Regions from separate parts of the Mus musculus genome. Here all the other regions are linked to region 2. The links are chromatin contacts, called in public HiChIP or PLAC-seq maps. All regions are on one chromosome and are shown on one strand. Each heading gives the region's core, a stretch centred on a gene start, on an enhancer-like site or on the middle of the called end of the contact. The rest is flanking DNA. Distances are from core to core; before and after follow the strand shown.

Evidence for each region. HiChIP or PLAC-seq counts read pairs in DNA pulled down with a chosen protein or histone mark.
Region 1: an HNF4G HiChIP or PLAC-seq map of pancreatic cancer cells shows a contact between it and region 2. The contact joins the promoter of Acvr1b here to the promoter of Atg101 in region 2. A contact is called at or near these places in 13 of 39 promoter capture datasets (the 3T3-L1 cell line, 3T3-L1-derived adipocytes, the SN4741 cell line and 9 more), 2 of 15 datasets of contacts at CTCF or cohesin (the NIH/3T3 cell line and embryonic stem cells), 4 of 484 Hi-C or Micro-C datasets (CD8 T cells, cerebral cortex, muscle stem cells and 1 more), 9 of 115 datasets of contacts at active chromatin or transcription factors (the HPC-7 cell line, double positive thymocytes, embryonic stem cells and 5 more) and 3 of 9 other capture datasets (adipose tissue, liver and pancreatic islet).
Region 3: a contact with region 2 is called in an HNF4G HiChIP or PLAC-seq map of pancreatic cancer cells. The contact joins the promoter of Krt80 here to the promoter of Atg101 in region 2. A contact is called at or near these places in 2 of 484 Hi-C or Micro-C datasets (the C10 cell line and muscle stem cells), 1 of 115 datasets of contacts at active chromatin or transcription factors (pancreatic cancer cells) and 2 of 9 other capture datasets (adipose tissue and pancreatic islet).

The regions. Positions count from the first base shown.
Region 1 is chr15:101,172,576-101,177,159 of GRCm38.p6, forward strand. It overlaps Acvr1b (activin A receptor, type 1B), which reads left to right and starts at 1,497. Exons shown (of 9, transcript NM_007395.4): 1 at 1,497-1,660. The coding sequence starts at 1,570.
Region 2 is chr15:101,281,744-101,285,847 of GRCm38.p6, forward strand. Atg101 (autophagy related 101) reads left to right here and starts at 2,558. Exons shown (of 3, transcript NM_026566.2): 1 at 2,558-2,802.
Region 3 is chr15:101,368,625-101,373,357 of GRCm38.p6, forward strand. It overlaps Krt80 (keratin 80), which reads right to left and starts at 1,538. Exons shown (of 9, transcript NM_028770.3): 1 at 1,131-1,538. The coding sequence starts at 1,430. The region is part of intron 1 of Gm35853 (a long non-coding RNA gene); the gene reads left to right. It overlaps Mir1941 (microRNA 1941), which reads left to right and starts at 728; the gene lies at 728-810.

The sequences.
Region 1 (4,584 bases), core at 247-2,746, 110 kb before region 2:
TACCTGGGGAATGAGACCAGAAGTCCTGTTTTCCTTGGGTTCTTTGTGTTGGAGACAATTATAAGGTAAGATGTCAGAACAGCGCCCCCCACCTTTGTTTGTTTGTTGGTTGGTTTGGGTTTTTTGTTTGTTTGTTTGTTTTTGAGACAGGTTTCTCTGAGTAGTCCTGGCTCTTCTGGGACTCACTCTGTAGACCACACTGTCCCAGAACTCAAGAGATCTGCCTGCCTCTCCTCCCTCCCTCCTTCTTGACGGTCTTCTCTATCCCTTGGTCTCACACATGAAACTATCTATGACTTTGAAAGGCTAAGATGTTGCCTGTTTTCTCCTAGTTGGTTATCAGAAGCAGAATACAGATCCCAAAGTCTCTTGTGAGCTCTTCAGAAAGATACGGGATCATTTGCCTTTTATAAGTATTTCCTACTAGGTTTGAAAGTAATGTTTATCTGGAAACTATTTAGAAGTTACTGGAATACTTAAAGGAGAAACAAAAAATTATTTCAGCCTGCCTCTGTGGCACACACACCTTTAGACCCAGCACTTGAGAAGCAGAAACAGGCAGTTCTCAGTGAGTTTGAGGCCAGCCTGGACAACATAATAAGACTCTGTCTCAAAAACAAACTGAAAACCTTAGTAGTAATATTGAGTAATATCGTTCCCTTTTCTCCTACGCATACATGCATACATATCATCCACAAAAATTTATTGTAAAGGTTGGTGTTTACATTTTCATTTAACATGGAGTAACATTTCCTCGCGCCATTAGTTTTTGTAAACCGATTTTTAATCACTAGTGCTCCTTCACATGAGTGAGCCACAGTTTATCTAAGCTTCTATGATTGCTTCTCTAGTTTCCAGCTTTTTCCAATGATAAATAAGCAAGGGAACATTTTGCGTAAATATTTAGCCTCATTATTTCCTGAAGACAGACAGGAGGAAATGCCGGGCAAATGCAATGCGTTTTGTGAAGCTGTCTGATAGGTGCTGTCACATTGTTTCCCAAAATGGTTCTACCTGGCCAGCACCCTCACCAAGGCTGTCAGCCGTGCCAGCCTAGCTACATTTCGAAAACACAGACGCTCGCTCGCACAGGTAGTTGTGTCCAGCTCGCTGCAGCGGGAGGGAGCCTCGAGGGGACGCCGGTCAGGAGACTCTGGCGACGAACCCAGCGGGACACAACGGGCCGGAGGGTCGGGGCTGGGGGAAGGAAGGAGGACGGGCGCCGGCGCGGCCACTCCGCGGAGGGAGGAGGGAGACTGTCGGTCGGCGGACCCGGCCTCCCCCGCTTTCGGCTCAGCTCCGCACGGGTGCGCGAGGTTGGCCGAGGCGAGAGCCTCCGCCCCTTTAACAGGGACCCTCCCCTTTAAGGCGGGCGCACGCGCGCACCCGGCCCCGCCCTTCGGGGGCGCGCGCGGCGGCGGCCGCACCGGCTCCCGGGAGCTCACGTGCCGGCGCGGAGCGAAGGAGCCGGGCGCGCGCGGGCGGGCGGGAGGAGGGAGGGAGGGAGGGAGAGAGGCGCCGGGGGCGCGCGCGCGCGCTGGGCGCTGCTGGGCTGCGGCGGCGGTTACTATGGCGGAGTCGGCCGGAGCCTCCTCCTTCTTCCCCCTTGTTGTCCTCCTGCTCGCCGGCAGCGGCGGGTCCGGGCCCCGGGGGATCCAGGGTGAGTCCGGGGCGGGGATGGGGGGGGGGGGCGCGGGATACAGACGGCCAGGCGAGGCCTCGCGCTCGCCGTGGGGCTCGGGCGCGCCCCCTCCCCAGCCGCGCAATATGGCCGGGCGGGGGGCGCGGAGGGCCGGGGTGGCGCTGGGTCAGCCTTGGGGACCCGCGCGCTCTTCCAGACGGAGCCCGACCGGGGCGCCCAGGGGGTCGCGCCTCCTGCACCCTCCGCTCCCACCCCAGGCTTCCTCGAGATGTGGAGGTCCCTGGCTCCTGCCCTTCAGCGCGTCCGTGCGAGGGGGGTTATTCCCTGCCAGCAGATGCTCCTGGGGGCGCCTTTTCTCCCGCCAAGATTGTGGGGTTCGACGATGGGGGGCTTGTTTCTCCGATGTGTTCTGTTGCCGAGAGCCTATGCGTACCCTAGGCTAGGAGGGTAGGGGTCTCTAAGCCTCCCTTCATCATGGGGTGCCCCTACCCTCTTTCCCCTGCCACCCTGATGGTCTAGGCACCGGAGTCACATTCCCCCTTCTTTCGCTCAGCTCCTTGGGTTCTGCAGGGCACCCCCCTCCCACCCACCTCGGATATCCATGCCTGTAGACGCTGTTTGGAGGAAATGGGGCGAGCAGGCCCCTAAACCTTTTTGGAGATTGGCCTCAGAGCCATTCCAACCCTGTGAAAACCTAGTTCCCCAGCTGTTAATCTGAATCTAGGTGTATGTGTGTTTGCATGCCTCCTCACCTCCCCCACCCCGCCCCAGGGGGCCCATTCAGTTAATCACTCCGAGGATGCTTTTCAGGTGAGATCCTGAAAACTGCTTCCAACCCCCCCACCCCCAATTATTTAAAGACCCCCACGGTTGGACCGTCTCCCTGGCCCTTGGTCAGTACTTTTGCCTTGACACACAGTCCCTCCTCCCGGCACCCACCCTCCACACACACCCCTTACCTTCCAGCCTTAAGGGCCTTGTGTGGCCAGGCCCACCCCCACCTTTCCCAGTACAGAGGTGGAGACGTTTCTGTGGGACACTACACCGGCTGTGTTGTTTATGAGGCTTGTGAGGCTGGGAAGAGCCGGTGAAACCCTAAAATATTTCATCTGGTAGTATTCTCAAATGTGCTTTGGCATTGGGGTTACAGAAGAAGGTTATATTTGGCAGTTGCATCGAAGTGATTATTGACCCACAGATGGATATGGTGAGACAATTAGGGGTTGTATTTGCTGCTCCCATTGTACAAAGCCTTCTGCTTTGGCTTCTCAGCCGCCCCCAACCTTCCAGCAATGGAAGTTCGTGTGTGTGTGTGTGTGTGTGTGTGTGTGTGTGTGTGTCTGTCTGTCTGTCTGTCTGTCTGTCTGTCTGTGGCTCTAATCTGCACGCGCACACACACACACACACACACACACACACACACGAGATGCTCAGGTGGGTCTTGGTTTAGTAACGCAGACCCTCAGTAGAAGACACCATGCTACTTTGGAGTCTCAAAACCAAGTTCACTATCCCCGTCTTTGATGTGTTCTTCCAGAGTGGCGGGGCTTGTGCGTCGGCGGCGGGGTCTTTGTTCACTGGCTAGTGCTTCTGCTAGGCACTGTGCTGAGTTCCCTGTGTTGCTGCTGCTCTGTCACAGGTAACTGAGCGGCGGCGGCAGAGACTGGTAAACCCCGCCGAAGGTGGATGAACAGCCTTACATTTGTGGGGAGAGAGTGATTTTCATAAATAAGAATGTTCTCTGGGGCTTGTGGGCCATGTTTCGAGATCTGTGACAGTGCTGTTTCCCTAGTAGGGTGGTAAAAATAAGGACATTCCGTCTTCAGGTTTGTCGTGTTATGTGTGTATAAATAAATCTCTAAGTCCCTCCAGTGAAATTCATATCCTGCCTCTAGCATCTCCAAGATTTTGAAACAGTCAGTTCCCTGCTGATTTGGTGTCTGTCTGTGGGCTTGCCTTGTTGCTAGCATAGTTAAGAATGTTTAATTGGTAAGCCAACTGGTTCTGAACACGGTTTGTTTTTGTATCCTCCCCAAACTGGATGCTTGTTGGGGTGGCAGTGGGTGGGTATAACCGGGAGTTGGGCTCTTTTTTTGGTAAATGGGATATTTGGTTGTGTGTCCAGCAAACATTCTCCAAGGCCTTCAAACTTCTTGGCCAGACACTGCAGTTTTTTCCGGGATACATCTAGTTGCCAATAGTGCATGCTACAGAGACCACTGTTGCAAAAGGCTTAAAGTCAGACGTCACTTCTGGGAAAGTAGAGGCTGGGATAACAAGAAGTTGATTTTTTTTTTCCCCTCCCCTGCATTTCCTATACAGAGCTCCTGTGGGCTGGAGAAGTGACAGACCAAGGCAGTTCTCAGGCCTGGTATGTGAGCACCATGTGAGGGCAGCAAGAGATAGGTGTCTACTAATTCATCAAAACTGGGGCTTAGTAAAAAGCCAGGACAAGGATTTTTACCCTGGAAACAGCATCCACTGGGTAGATGGTGTGTTTTAAGACCTGTCTTAGGAATCTTAACTAGTGTTATAAAATGTAAAATTAAGTTAGTAGCAGGAGAACATGACATTCATGTTTTAAAGACAATCGCAGCAAGAGAGGCATCTGAGGTTCTGATAGGAACATTTTGCATTTCTATGAACAGCTTCATTGAGTGGGTTTGGACTTGAGGTGGGGGGGGGGGGAGTGAACTCCTGTGGAGGGGCAGGGAGCCTCTGATTAGTTTGTTCACACAGCTCCTGGGCAGATGAGATAAAGCACTTTAAAATGGCTACTCTGGGTAAAGGTTAGAACCAGATGGAGGGAGGGAGGGAGGGAGGAGGCTGTGCTCAGGGAACTTTGTTTCATACAGGTTGCCCTTGAACAAGTAACTTAACCTGTTACTGCCTCAACTGTCCCTCTGGAAATGAGAAAATACCCTGTGTCGCGCCGATTGGGA
Region 2 (4,104 bases), core at 1,308-3,807:
TTATTTATTTATTTTGGCTAAGGCTGTAATAATCAGAGAAGGATGGGACCCAAAATTTGAGGCGTCCTGGAAAGAGTCAGGAAGGTCTGAGGAGGTGAGGCTTGGCCAGCATGGGAAGCCAGAGACATGAAAGGACTCAGCCTCAGTGGCAGGCAGCAGAGGGTGCACGGGGAGGATGGATTGAGGAATAGGGAGAAGAGAGCTGTGAAGGAAGACAGGCTACAGGCTCGTTCTCCAGCTCTCAGAGGTGGAGATTGGGGGGCGGGGGGAATCAAGAATCACAAGCCAGCCCTGGAAAGAGGCTCTCTCAAAATCACCAGCACACTAGCAACAATAACAGTAACAACAACAATAGCAGCAGCAGCAACAACAACAACAACAAAGTAACAATAAGGTGAGTAAAAACATCGGAAGAGTGAGTCAAGAACAGCTATGTGGCCCTGGCAGGTGTCATTACAGGGACACAGAACCAGTGGGATACACGGACACAGACGCACACATGGGATGACATATTTATTACAAGTTTATTACGTGGGATAGTTTATGTCATTATAGAGACAGCCCAAGAGCTGATGTCAGCAATGCGAGAGCCAGGAGATCTGAAGGTTTAGGTTGAGTCTGAGTGCTTCAGTCCAGAGCCTGGAGAAAGGACGAATACCCCCGCCCTGAAGCAGTAAAGCACACTCCTCACAGGGCACTGAGCCTTTGTGTTCAGGCAGAGGAGTATGTGAGTGGACGGTGGCCACCACTCTGGGAGGACCATCCCCTTTACTGAGTTTGCCACTTTCAGTGTTGCTCTCCCCAGAAACACCTTTAGTCGGACAAGTGTCTGGGGGTGTTCCAGGCAAGTGGGGGGTGTCACATACAGTTAACCGACAGTAAAGTACTGCACACCACTGAGTCACAGTTTCATTATCTGTAACTGGGGCTGTTGAGTAATATTTTATCTCACGTGAAAAGCACAGTTGTGGGTAAGTCACCACTGCCCGGCCTTTGAAGTACTTGCATGGTGGCTATCAAGGCTGAATGGTGTCCTTAGGTTAGTGCCAGCAAAGAGCTTGAGACAGCTTGAGCTTGGGCTAGAGTTGTAGCTTAGTGGGAGAGAATCCACCTAGCATGCACAATGTCCTGGGTTTGACACCCCACTCCTTTGGTTTTAATCCTCAGGAGCCCATTGTATTCCTTTAGATCAACTAGTAGTATAATTCTTTATCCACTTTAGACTCCGAATTCAGCAGTGTCCCGTAGCTTGAAATTGACACAGTTGGAAGTTGGCAAACATACCATGAATCAAGGAGGTTCTCTTCCACACAGTAAGTGGGGTACATCTGACACATTCCTTCTTGTGGGTGAGATGTGTTAAAGAATGGTAGTGTGTACGGCCGGTTGTGCAGGAGAAGCCAGACAGGTGAGCCCCTGTATTGGTAAAAGGAACCGGTTTGAACTGGAGGTTCTTCTACTTAGTGATCTAAGTAAGTGACATAGCCTCTTTTATTGTCAAATTTCCATCCACCTTGTAGGATTGCTAGATACAAGACAATCACTGCGTTGGAGATGAAATGTGTTTGGAAATCACGCATGTTAATGCTCACGTTAAACAACTCAGGAGTGCCCCCTGTTGAAAGTTAGGGATGTGCGCGCTCTTTAGGCGCTAAAAGCAACTGACCAAACCTGTGCGCTCTGGGCTTATCAACAAATAGACAACTAAAAACGCTCCGAGAGATTATTCAGCAGGAACACTTCATTTATATTTATAGGGCGCCTTATAGATCACAAAAGTATCGCTTGTGATTCCTCACAGTAGCTCCCTGTTTATATGGGGATTCGGAAAGGATAAGTAACGTTAGAGGAGCAACCGCGCAATCGTTAAAGACAAGACTGCCACCTGCTCGGTCATGACACAACATCAGGTAGTGCTTCTGTATGAAGGTAACTCAGGGAGACTAAGCTCCCTTTTCAAAATCTTCCTGTGGGTCTGAGTTCAGTGAACCCGGACTGTTGTGCACTTTGGGCCAACACAGATTCACCATCCGCTCAGTATCCTACAGCACACCGGCGTGCGCTCATCCCCAGGCGCCTCTCAGATGTTATGGCCTTGATCTCGGGATCTCTCTTGTCTTAAGGTTGTCAGCTCCGAATGGGGGCCCCCACAATGGGTCGCAGGGGAGGGCTCTCCGCCGCCGACTCCGCCTGGCCACCAGGGGCAGCGCAGAGTCCATCCGTCCCCTCTGTCCCTCTCGTCTCGATGGCGGAAGTGAGTTGTCCCAGCCCAAACAACGTTCTCGGTGGTGGGAGTGAATGGACTCGTCCAAAGGAGGGGGGGTTCCTCTTAACGAGCCTAGGGCCCGAAGGACAAACAAGAAAAAACACCCAAGTACTAAAGTTACGTGGCATTATGAGAGAGTATATAGCTCGTGCGAGCTTCCTGATGTCGTGGCTGCAGCGGCGTCCGGCTGGGTCGAGCCGAGCCTGGCCAGCACCCGCCGTGGGCGCGGATGGTTCCTTCCGGTTCCACCCTCCGAACGGGCAAAACTTCCGGCCCGCGCGCCGCTCAGGCAGAGGAAGCGGAGGCCTGGACCGGCGTCTGTAGGGTCTGGACTCGGTCCTCGTCGTCTGCACTGCTGTCCCGAGACGGCGCGAGGTCGCGGGCAGCGATCCTGACGTCCGGTCCGGTCAGAATTCTCGGTGCGGGTCCAAATAGCCTGTTTTTGCTTTTGGTCTGTCCCCGAATACTGCGTGTTCGCGTTAGGGAAGAAGGGGACCCGAGGCTGAGTGGCTCCTGCTCGGATTTCTACCAGCAAGGTGAGGCATGGGCGTGTCCTGGGTCGGATAGACTTCTGCCTGTTGGTTAGGGGGACCAGAGGGAAATGCAAATGTTGTCTCTGTGTAAAAATTGGCTGAGGCTGGAAGGAAGGGGTGGGTCCTGGAGTAATGCTGAAACCAAGGGAAGTTGCTGGTTAGAGGGAGAAACAGTTGGAAAGGCAGGACCAGAGCTGGGAATTTCTAGGTGGGAAAATGCAGAATGGAATTAAACAAGAGGATAAATAATAACGAGTAAGGGAGCCGTCGCATCCTTGGTCCACGAGAAAGGAACTCTTGGAAGAACCTGGTATTCTGGCCAGGCTATACTGAGGGGATAATAGGAGCCAGTTTATAGCGACAAATAGTGTCTCTGCTGTAGGAATAGTGAGAGGCAGAAAACACCCGGTGGGGACAGGTATGAGAGAGGGAGCCAGGCTGATGGCAGAGCAATCCACATACTTTGCACCCAGAATGGAGACAAAGCCCAGCTTTTGGGAAGCTGAGGCAGAACATTTGCTGCCTCAGTCAAGGAGTTGGAGGACAGCCTGGATTAGATGAAGGGGTGTCTCAGAAATAAAAAACAATCCCCCCCCATCTTAAAAACACTAATAAGGCAGATTGAAACACAAGGCAAGGAGGATTCCTTTGGTAGAAGAAATAGTTGAACTGTCTAAAGATGAGATGGCGTGTGTTGGAGGTGATGAGAAGTCACCAGGAAAGGGGCAGGTAGAACACACATCTAGGAAAAGTAACTGCTTGCACTCCCTGTGGGCTCGGTTTGTTACCCAAGTTCCTTCCTCACCCCGCCACCTCAGTGGCTCTTTGCATGGTTACCCAGTAGTGACAGTATAATAACAAATTTAGCACCTAACGCTTTGTGCTTGCTACCTGACAGGCAGTTTTAAGGGGTATACACATCCAACTTTTCAGTCTTTGAGACTTTTATTTGAAGGTTATTACTAGCTCCCTTTTTTATGGGTCCTGGAGATTGGACCCCTCACTCGTGCAAGACAAACGCCTTACCACTGAACTACTACCCTCAGCTTGTACAGCTGTAGGGCAGAGCTATGCATTCTGGTCCTGGATGCCTGAAGTTTGAGTCATTGTTTTTAACTAGTAGACTGTTTGACATTAAAATATCCTAAATCTTTGCTGAAGTCCCAATTTATAGGTAGCGAACAGGTTTACAAAGGCTGAGTGGTTTTTATAAGGTCTGAAAGAGTCTTAGTTCTTCTGTTCCTGTTGTAAAATACCTGAGATTGCAGGCGGTGTTGGTACACATCTTTAATCCCAGCACCTGGA
Region 3 (4,733 bases), core at 288-2,787, 86 kb after region 2:
ATGAGTCTCTCTGGTCCTATTGCCTCATCTGCACAGCTGGGAAAACAACGTTTGTAGTGATGTTAGTTAGCACTGGCCCACCGCCGCCTTGCTACGTTCCTGTGGCATTCAGGCATCCAGGCCACACGTGGCACTCTCTTCTCACTGCCTGTCTGTCTGTACACCCCCACAGCTCAGGACCCCAGAAATGTGCAAGGGTTTGCAGACTCAGAAACCAAGAGGCAGATAAGGACTGGCCAGGGTTCCCTGTTCTGCGCAAAGTCATGAGATGTCTTTCTTTACAGTTAAGGGGATTTGAGGTGAACCTGTGAGGTGCCCTGTGGTGCCTAGCACACCAGTGTGTAGTTCAGTCAGTGCGGCTCTGACACAGGAGGAAGCAGGGCTGGGAGGATTGTTCACAGAGGCTTCTTGGAGTGGTTGAGTGGGCACAGGCTTGGAAGGTAGACAGGACTTCCTGAAGCCCTAGGCTAGCTGCAGGCAGTGAGTCTAGGAAGTGTGGGGGCCATGTTGTTAGGGGCCTGTTCCTTCCACCTAGGTGAGTGCAAAGCAGGCCAACTGTTGGCTGCTGGCTGGATTCTGACACAGTCCTCTACATTCCTTTCTCCTGACAAGCCAAAGTTGCGTCTTTACTCATACAAACTCCATGGCAGCCTCCTTCTGCCCCCGCTCCCACCCCCACCCCTTTGGACCTGCCAGAACAGTGGCTCTACGGATGAATGGGGAAAGCCAGCAGGGTGGGAGGGAGATGCTGGTACAGAGGCTTGGGGTTTTGAGGGCATCTTAGCAGTATCTCCCATCCACCCACCTGGGCAGAAGTCAGCAGGCCACACCTCCATAGGCCATCCCGAGAAGCACCCCTTGACTGTTACAGGGGTACACGGAGCCCTCCCATCCCCAGCCAGGTAGTGCACCCTTATCCAGTACCCCGCAGAGTCACCCTGAAGTTCCTTTCACCCCAGACACCAGGATGTATCAGGTTTCCCTAACCCATCTCTGCAGGTTTAGCCATGCTGCATCCCCATTGGCTGGGATCAGGGGCGGGGCATGACCGATGCTCAGGGAACCACCAGCCAGGTCACCTGGAAAGCCTGGGGCCCTTCTGTTTTGGTGCCCTCTCCCACTTAGCTCACCTTGCCAATCAGGGAGGCAAATTTATCATTGAGAGCCTTCATCTCCTCCTTTTCTTGATTCTTCTGCTGTTGAACAGCTGGATCCACCTTGAGGTCCAGAGGCACCAGCAGGCTGGGGTTCACAGTCACCTTGGGGATGGTGCCAGCTGGCCTGCAGCTTGTGAGGCTTCGAGAGCTGAAGCCAGGCCCAGGGAGCCCACAGCTGCCCCATCCTGAGGTCCCAGGCTGGGGACTGCCCGCAGGGGTCATCTCACAGCCGCTGAGGCTGCTGAAGCCAACGACGCAGGAGCGGTAGGCCATGGTGGCCCCCCTGGGCCTGGGAGCCGGAGGGCTCACCAGTGAGCTAGGGAGATTTGGAGTTGGTGGCTGGCAGCCGCCTCCTGTCACATCCAGGGCCGGCTGGGGACTGAGGCGAAAACACCTGTTGCATAGTGTTCATTAGCTACAGGAGGGCGGGACTCCTCCAAGCCAGACCAACCTGTTAGTTAGATGATGTGGCTCCCGCCCTCCCCGTACCACAGCTTTCTGTCTGCCCTACAGGGGCTCTGCCTTGTTGAAGGGGCTTGTCACAGTCCCCTGCAAGAGGGGCCTGACTGAGGAGGGGGCCTGCGGCCGGGCTGGCTGGGTGGGGCAGGGTGGGGCCGGGTGGTCAGTGCCAAGAAGGCGAAGTTCTGAAGGAAGGAGCAGGGAGAAAGGCGGGCAGCCAGCCACAGATCACGCTGCATACCGAAAGGCTGACGTATCTGGGCTCGCATACTTCTGGAAAAGATGAAGCAAGTGTAGCCCTGAGCTCCAAGGGTGATGACTGCCCTGGGCGCCATGCCAGGCTGTTGTTGGAAAACAGCCCCCTTATTATTTATCTTATCCATCTGTCAGTGTCCCCTGCTAATTTCCCATTCCCTCTTGCCCTCTCTCCCTTACTGAGGACCAGCCGAGTGCACCCCACTGACTCAAGGCCTGCAGGAAGCACATGACCGAGGCCTAGAGCTCTTGGTTTTTGAAACGTGACGTGACATTGGGTTGCGTGCGGAGTCAGCTTGGTTGTTCCCACTGGTAGAAAACCTCAATTATGTGGCTGTATTTTACCCTCATCTGAAAAATGGGCTTAAGATTTCAGTCACAAGCAGAGTAGAGGACCCACTCCAAACAGCTGGCCTGGGTTCAGAGTCCTCTCCCCCCCCCCCCCCCCCCCCCCCGCTCCAGGGGCCAAGAGGGTCTCTGATTGGCTGTAGTTCTGCCTCCAGGTGTCCAGCTCCTTGCCCTGCCTTCTCCTTCACTCTTCTTCCCGTTCCTCCTCCATGGCTACCCGTACAGCTTCTACCTTCTTCATGGAAAATCTGGTACGGAAACAGGCATCAAGGTGCCCAAGGAATTTCTGGAAACTACAAAGGTTCTCAGCCCAGTGCTCAGCCAGGGCCTGCTCTTCCTTATCCAGAGATGGCCTCTTCTTACCCACCCTGCTAGGTCCAGCATAATCTCCCTGAGCTCAGAGAAGGGTGTGTCTGTAAAAACCAAGGGGACTCGGCCTTTGAGGGGACCGAGGCAGTCACACATTTTAACCAGGCATGATGGTTGAGCCACATGACCTACACCTGCCTGGGGTCCAGGCCTGGTTCCCATGAATGGGCACTTCTGGTTCACTTGGATACAGAATTCTGCATCAGGAGTCTGTCTGGATCCTGGATTCCAGGATCTACCGTGGGTAATTGGGTTCCCAGGACAATGTATGCCCTACTTCTGTGGCATGCTATATGTACCCCACTCAGCAGCCTGGTGTGTCTGGTATGGCCGCCCCAACCTCCCACCGTCTTCTTCTGGTATCTGAATGGCATGCTGTCAGATCTAGTGGCATACCCTTCCTGGTCAGCCCAGAGTGCTCTGAGGGGGCAGCCAGTGGCATCTGCGCTTGGTACGGCCTGAGTGTTCTCTCTGTCCTTACCATTGCCTCCATTTAAGGCATATGCCAAATGAATTCACTGTCCTCAGTACAGAGGGTGGGGTGGCGTGCCTGGTCTCAGGGCACTGGTTGTTTATGGTGACTTTGGAAGCCACCGGAAGGGCGGGGGACCAAGAACGAAGCTGGTTTTGTCTCCTTATTGTTTGCTTTGGTCAGGTCGGTTCCTCTTAACGCTCAGTTCAGCCTGTCACGTCCCACTGAATTTGACAGGTTCTTGGTAAGTCACAGTCAGTGGTCACTCCCAGCCGACATGGAGGCCTTTGTCTCTGGGGGCTTTCCTTAGGGATGCTCTTGACTCCCTAGAAGAATGGCTACTGGGTGGGACATGGGAGCTATCTGTTGCCACCCCCCCCCCCCCGGCTCCGAGCTCTCTTTGGGTGCTGAGGTGACTTTGACTGCCACGGCTGTGATTGCCAAACAGGAACAGCAGAAAAAAAAAAGCCCCAAATAAACAAACTCTACAGCTCTGCCCCACCTACTTCTTGGTCCTTCCTGAGGAAGTCCTCCCATGACCCCTAACCTCCTCTGGCTCTACTTCCCTCTCCTTGGCATCCCTGAGACCCATTTGAACAGGTTGTCTCTGACCAGAGGCTTTCCCTCTCAGACTGGAAGGGCATCTACTTTTGCTGAGCTCAGATAGGATCCTCTCCAGGTCTTGTTAGGACCCAGGGCCCCAGGGACTGAGTGCCTATCAAATCAAAGTCTGTGGTAGTAAGGGTAGCAAGAGATAAGGAATGTTGAGTTTCACTGGAGACTTCCCAGGTGCTTCCTGGATATGCTCCAGGCATGCTTGGGTCTGGGCAATGCCAGCTGGCAAGGATATGAGGATCTTTGTGGCTGTCTGGGACTCTGGAGATCTCCTTTATCACTTCCAGTGACCTCTGACCTGTCTCCCTTACTCTTCTCTGCTTCTCTTCCACGATTTCCTGTTGTTCTCTCTGCTCTTCCCTGACCTGTCCCTCATGGTTAGGGAGGAGAGGCGTCTGGCTGGATGGTCTTATAGGAATGGCATTCATGTCTATGTCATAGTTTCAGTGTCTCTTTTCTGTCTTGCTCTCCTTGGGACGGCCCTGGCAGCCTCTCCCTGTAAGAGAGCGGAAAGTGCTTGCTTCGTGAACATCGGTAGGAGTACTGGCCAGCCTTTGAGCCAGCATCAGTGAATCAGGGGAACATGGGAAGAAAGAGTGTCTCGGAACTGCTTCAGGCCTCCACAGACCTGCTCATGTTCTTCCTTCATCTTGGTTCCTTTCAAATGTATTCCTGTGTTGTCCATGACAGAGGACTCTGCCTGCTCAGTGCCTATTCTCTTCCTCGGGGGTCTTCCCTGGAGGTAGGGCTAAGCTGAGGCTCTAGGGGAGGCAGGGATGGGGGAGTGTAGCTCTCTAGCCTCTGAGCATCCTGAGGATTCCAGAGTGGGGAGCAGAGGATGGCTTTGGGGAGGATGCAGGGTTTGTAGAAAGGGCGGAGAGATGAGGCCCATTCCGTGTGCCAGGCAAGCTTTGTACACCCTTGGCAGAGGCACCAGCTCAGGTAAAGAGCTCTGAAATACCTTCCAGGAGGGGCCCCAGGAAGAGGAAGAGCTGTAGGGGTGGAGCAGAGGAAGGGTGCTGCTCTAAGTACAAGCTGGGCGGTGCAGATCTGTGTGG